Regions from separate parts of the Salvelinus alpinus genome. Here region 2 is linked to region 1. A link is a contact called in public Hi-C data. All regions are on one chromosome and are shown on one strand. The core of a region is the stretch at or near the end of the contact, and the rest is flanking DNA. Distances in the headings are between cores, read along the strand shown.

The links. A called contact is a pair of places that touch in the nucleus more often than the background predicts.
Region 2: a Hi-C map of muscle shows a contact between it and region 1, with 18 times the contacts expected there. The contact joins the promoter of LOC139545433 here to the promoter of kansl3 in region 1. A contact is called at or near these places in 2 of 3 Hi-C or Micro-C datasets (muscle and red muscle).

The regions. Positions count from the first base shown.
Region 1 is chr19:34,635,868-34,639,327 of SLU_Salpinus.1, forward strand. It overlaps kansl3 (KAT8 regulatory NSL complex subunit 3), which reads left to right and starts at 1,752. Exons shown (of 21, transcript XM_071353170.1): 1 at 1,752-1,890; 2 at 2,404-2,676; 3 at 2,858-3,028; 4 at 3,224-3,314; 5 at 3,426-3,460. The coding sequence starts at 2,465.
Region 2 is chr19:34,977,249-34,980,466 of SLU_Salpinus.1, forward strand. It overlaps LOC139545433 (rho-related BTB domain-containing protein 2-like), which reads right to left and starts at 1,266. Exons shown (of 11, transcript XM_071353186.1): 1 at 755-1,266. The coding sequence starts at 816.

The sequences.
Region 1 (3,460 bases), core at 502-3,001:
CGTCTGTTTGTTGTTTTGTTCGTTTATATAAGTATTCGTGTTCGTCTTCTTAATAATAAAGAAGGATGTATTGTTATCATGCTGCGCCTTGGTCCACTCTTCCTCAAAGTTACGACGATCGTGACATATATGCATTTTCAGTTTGAAAAATAGTATTTTTAAGACTTGACTTCTCAGTAACTGGGAAACATTGTAACAGTCCTGAACTACTTTGTTGTTATTTATCTCCTGTAGGCCTTGCTGGCGAGGGCACACTCCTCAACCACCTTTAGTGTCTCTGTCGTTCTTCCTCAGCCCTATTTTGTTGGGTATTAACCCAAGAATGAGGGTGTGACAAGCTGGTTTGCATGCCTGGAAGTCCATGTGTTTCCCTCTGACTGGACTTGTGCTGGGTCTGGATTAAATGTTTTCCCCATGCCAGCTGCTCGTTCTTTGGTTTGTGGGGTGTCCGTTTGGCCCATTGCTGCAGTTTGGGTGGGTCATGAGGAATGTCCAAGCACACAGGAGGTTCAGTGAGGGCACACTGCTTCTTCTCTTCACCCTTGGCTGGCTGAAGCACAGGTCTGGTGGTGCCTGTGTCGAGGCCCTTGATACCAGCAGAGGAGTGGTGGTTCTGCCCGGTGTCAAGGGTGAGGCCCCTGGTGCTGGCAGCAGGGTGGTGGTTTTGCCCAGTGTTGTGGGTGAGGCCCTTGGCGTTGGCAGCAGGGTGGTTGTTCTGCCCAGTTTCGAGGACGGAGAACTCTGAGCAGGCAGCAGGGTGATGGCCCTGCCCAGTGTCAGGGACCATGGTGCCAGCAGAGGTGTGGTGGCTCTGCCCGGTGTTGAGGGCTGAGACCTTGGAGCTGGCAGCAGGGTGATGGCCCTTCAGATGACTGTTAGCTAGCTAACTGAACTAAGTTACTGTACTGCAACATTAGCTGGCTATAAACTGTACTGCTGTAGTGCCATAGACTTTTAATATGTGGATGGCGTGGGAAGAAGCTCCAAAAATCACCTTCTCTCTTCAGGATGTTTATTGTAGATAAACAGTAACTAAGGTGTTATAACTTAACTCCAGTTCAGATCACACATAGGTGTACATATCAGGGCCATACATCATAACTGAGCAACCAACAGAAAAACACTTAACCTAATTTACAATATCATGACAATTGGAACATACAGGTGTCAATCATGTAGGGATCAAAGTAGGCGCGACATACTGCTTCTGTGGCACAACAATATTTTCCATAACCAAAAATATTGTGTTTTCAGCTGTTTCAAGCTGGTGTACAAAACCTAAAGTAAAAGACGCAAAAAATGAAACGAAAGAACGGGAAACATAGAAATAGAACACATCTACAGCTTCTTAGGCTTACTGTCAATGAGAATGGCAGATCTATAACTCATATTTCTATGTGCATTTAGTGTGGTTGTCCAAAAAGTTACATATTGCAGCTTTAAAACAGCAACATTTTCTCTCAGCCTCATTACAATATGTATAGAATAGTATGAGCTTGGCTATGAAACTGCACATTACCAAATTTATAGAATTGTAGGAAGTCAGCTGTTTCCCCCAAAAAAGGACCTTGCGAAGGACGGGCGAAACTGCGTTACGCCACTACACTGGGCACCATAACATGCACCGTCCTTAAGAAATAGTAATCCAGTCCGTGTTTTGTATATGTGTGCAGAAGTGACTGTGGCGGTGGCTCGCGCCCACGCAAAACAAAAGGAATTCGGCCGTAATACATCAACGAGGCGTAGCTAGTAGCTAACGTCAGTCCTTCACAAATTTGTGACAAAATCTAGACGTAATTTGTTTGTTGAAATTTATATATGACATAATTTGGTGTAAATTATTGTTCGATTGCAAATACGTAATGCTATCAATGGCAGTAGCATGAAAAGGTGAGTAGCCGATGCTACTAGCGCGTGCTAGGTTTAATGCTACGTTACCATGTTGGCTAGCTAACGTAATGTTCGCCTTGTTAATATTTGCTACATTAATACACGTTGTAAATCCCTGTATAGTTATCAGTTACACCTCCTGTTAGCCATGCTCTAACGTTAGTTTAATGAATATATCGTGTTGTTGCTAACTAGCGTTAGCCGTCTAGCTAAGACATGTAGTTAGCCAACTAGTCATGTCAACAACGCAGAGCTTGCGTACCGCCGTGTATTTTACGATCAACATTAGGGGAACGTCTCAAGAAGCTATGTACTGTAGCTCGCTAAAGAAATGACGTTACGTGTAACTAGTTAGTCAACGTCACTTGACTAAGCTGACGTTACAAAATGGATAAGAATGGTGCTTGTACTAACCAGCTGTGGGCTAAAGAGGAGGGGTACAAATTACATGTGATGTCACATGATGATGTTTGAATATGATAGTGGTATTGATCACAGTTCTTCCTTGTTCAGGCTTGGATTGAAAGCAGAACTCTGTCTCAGAGCTGTAGGGCCCTTGGGGCCCCAGTAGAGGATGCACCGTGGTGTGGACAAGGACTTCCAGACTTCAGCGCGAAGGATGGGTACATCCTTGCTGTTCCAGTTGTCTGTCCATGAGCGTGAACTGGACTTGGTGTTCCTGGACCACAGCTATGCTAAGCCATGGAATGCCCACCCGGACGCCAGCAGTGCCCGGCCCACGCGCATGCTGTTCGTCACACCCCGTCGGCAACCTGATGCCGTTCCGTGAGTTTCAACCCTCATTATCCTCACCGATGACTCATTGCCCAAACAATTTTAACATTGAAAACCTGTCTGTCTCAGAACAAATGTCATTTTGTAGCAGTAGCTTTATCACGACAATAATAAAGTTACAGCTTAAACTGGATGACAGCATTTACTGAAGTATGTTTGTGTTCTTTTGCAGGGAATCAGACCTGTCAATAGATGTGGAATCTGTCACGCCTACACCTATTCCACTCTATGACAATCAGAAAGCACGCAGTGTTATGAAGGAGTGTGAGCGACATGTTTTATTTGCTCGCACAGTTGCAGAGGGTCCCCCACCCCCTGACGACTGGGAGGAACACATCAACAAGTGAGTGGCCTCCACCCGACCTCCCTTTGAATAACCCTATTGAGGTTTAAAAATATATCTATGTTCCGTAAGGACTTATGTGTTGCAGATGCCTTGTTTGCTCAGCTCTTGTATACACCGTCTTTGTCTCAATCTCCATTTCAAATGGTGATAATCGTCAGACTTCATTACTGATATACACTGCTTGTATTACAGGGCTGGATGGTCGGTCATTCAAAACAAGTTGTTTAATAAGGTGCTGAAGGCTCTGCAAGCTGAAAGACTGGCCCGGCTGGCCAATGAAAACGTGAGTTCATATGCACCAACTAAATGCTTTTGTATGTGGTGCTAATTCAGTTTCAATGACTATCAAAGTTCCTGTCCCTCTAGTCTTACCACCCCTTCCCCTGACTCATAGGCCTCCAATGAGCCAGTATTGCGCAGGATTGCTGT
Region 2 (3,218 bases), core at 16-2,515, 340 kb after region 1:
GATCTTGGACGTCGGCGAACACTAAAGTCAGGGGTGGATTACCAGTTTACCGGATCACGCTACTGTTTTGGCAGAATAGATTCCTTAGTCCAATGACATTCTCTCTCGTTTGGCATGTTGGCCACGGTCTGAAGCAGACGGCGTTTAGCGAATACCGATAATCGCGTCATCAATCAGCAAGACCTGACCAAGGCACTTTAGTTGCAGTTCAGACCTCTCGTTGTCTAATGCCGGGGCCACCAACTGTCCGTCAGGCTGTGGCATAAAATATGCAAGTATAGCACTAGCCTATCTTGTCTGCAAGGAAGAATGCCGTAGTTATTTAGTTATACTATGGATTTAGTTTAGATTCTAATGAGCCTATGACCATTTAGTTAAGCAGCTTTAGATGAAAACTAGACTGTCATAACTAGTAGCCTAAGTTTGATAGATCATAGCCCAAAATCCACATTATTTCAGAGGATTTCGTTAATTGGATAACATAGCCATAGCCATCTTTACAATAGGATATAGCCGCTACAAGAACTCATCATACGTTCAATTTAAGAAGGATTTAGCTACTAACATTCACCCAGGTTGCTACGAAAGCGTTTTCCACCAAGCCGAGTCACTGGTCATTCGGATCCACTGCATTACGTTATGTAACACCCAGTGATTCCTTATTGTGCCATTTTGTGTTATTGAGGTGCATGCCAAAGTATTCGATAATTACAGTCTATAATTATAGGCCACTAACCCATTGGCCTATCCTTACCGCAACATAAGGAAGTGGTGCATCGGATTGACCGATGTTTGAGACGGAGAAGAGGGCTCCATGGAATGCGGCTTGCACCTGACCGTAGCCTGGTTTGAACTTCATCTTCGCAGCAATGTTAAATGTAGTGGATTAAATATAGGCGACCAGCCGCTCAAGACACCAGAAAAATCCACTTGGTAAAAATAATAAACGTATCATCACTGTGTGTCCGAGGACACTGGTGGGCTTTGAGTCTGTCTGTACCGTCAACAGCAGCTCCAGTCTCCGCCACGCAACGTCAAATAACTACCTCCAGTCACCTACGTAGCTTTTTATAGAGGCACGAGCACAAACAAAAAACCCATTCATTACAAAACTGTGGTCCACTCCAAATCTCCAGAAAATCCCATTCCAAACGTAGGCTAGCCGATTTAGCTGCTGTAACTTTTGGTTCACATTCTATTGTAAAGACAGACTCAGCTAGGCTACTGTAGGCCTATGTGACATATAATGATTAAGGTTATGCCCAAACTTCAAAGATCATGTCTAAAACAAGCAAACTAGTATAACTACCTCATAAAACTGTAGACTATTTCAAACATAATGCGATAACTGGATTTACCAGTTACAAGTTGCTATGACTGTCATGGTGTGGCACTGAGTCAATATGGTTCTGGTCCTGGAATTTGAATTCGATTTTATGATCACTCGCTGCAACCTGGACTCAGGGATCGACCAAACACAGAGCTCACTGTATGGAATTACTTTTGTGCCTTTATTATTAAGCAAACATTTTGAAATTGAGAAGAACATTCTTAGTATTGCAAACAAAAAGAATGATATTGAAAGCAAAACAAATAATAATAATTTTGAAACGAAAAAGCAAAAGTATTGTACCGAGTTAAAATTTGTTTTATATTCGGTTTTCTCTGGTCAATAGCTATTGAACCAAGCGTGCCATGACTATGAAGATGGTATATTCTGAATCAGATAGAGAAAAATCGGTCTAAGGCACTGCATCTCGTGCAAGAGGCGTCACTGCAGTCCCATGGGGCGGCGCACAATTGGCCCAGCATCGTCAGGGTTTGGCCGGGGTAGACCGTCATTGTAAATAAGAATTTGTTCTTAACTGACTTGCCTAGTTAAACAAAGGTTAAATAAACATTTTATTTTTGATTTAAATAATACGATTTCGGATTTCAATCTTAGACAAATCGTGCCGGGAAGATGAAAATTATATATATATTCAGAATCAGGGGAGGATGGACAAAAACGTTATATTATTATTATTGCAATATCCTACAATTTTAAGCGGTATTAATACTAGTCATGGCAGGCTTTGTGTAAGAGCTATTGAAAATTGAAAGGAAAAAAAAGAAAGGATTTTTGTCCATCCTCCCCGATTCAAAATATATCATATTCATGGCACGTTTGTGTAAGAGCTATTGAAGAATGAAATGAAACATTTTTCAACTGTGGATTTTTCTCCATCCACCCCTAATTCAGAACATACCATGTTCATAGTTATGGCATTGTCACGTTCGCTGGAATAATTATCGGACCAAACTGCAGCGCGATATGGTTTCCACATAATATTTATTAGGAAAGGCACAAAACAGCAAAGACAGAACGAAACAAACAACAAACGGTGACTACAGAGGTGCTACGTGCACAAACTCAAAACAATATCCCATAAAATACAGGTGGAAAAAATTATACTTAAATATGATCCCCAATTAGAGACAACGATAGCCAGCTGCCTCTAATGGGGAATCATACCAAACACCAACATAGAAAAGCTAAACTAGAACCCCACATAGAAAATAATAACTAGAAAACCCCCCAGTCACGCCCTGACCTACTATGCCATAGAAAAACAAAGGCTCTCTATGGTCAGGGCGTGACAGTACCCCCCCCAAAGGTGCGGACTCCGGCCACAAAACCTGAAACAAATGGGGAGGGTAGGGGGGGTGATTAGTGTCGGTGGCGGCTCTGGTGCAGGTCGTAGCCCCCACTCAGCTCGCGGATCCGCCAGCATCGGTGGCGGCTCTGGTGCGGGACGAAGAACCCTCTCACCCCGCCAGCATCGGGGGCGGCTCTGGTGCAGGATGAAGAACCCCCTCAGCTCGCGGATCCACCATCTTTGGTTGCGGCTCTGGTGCGGGCCGAAGAACCCGCTCATCCCGTGGATCCAGCCATGGACCCGGGCTGAACACTGTGCCTGGACTGGACCTCGGGATCAAGGAAGGCTCCTGCCATGGAGCGGGACTGGACACCAGATCTGGACTGGACATCAGTGCAGAGGAAGATTCCTGCCATGGAGCAGGACTGGACGCCGTATCTGGACTGAGCACCGGCGCAGGAGAAGGCCCCGTCCATGGAGCTGGACCGGACGCCGTGCCTGGACTGGGCATCGGCGCAGGGGAAGGCTCCCGCCATGGAGCGGGACTGAACACTATGCCTGGACTGGGCACCAACGCAG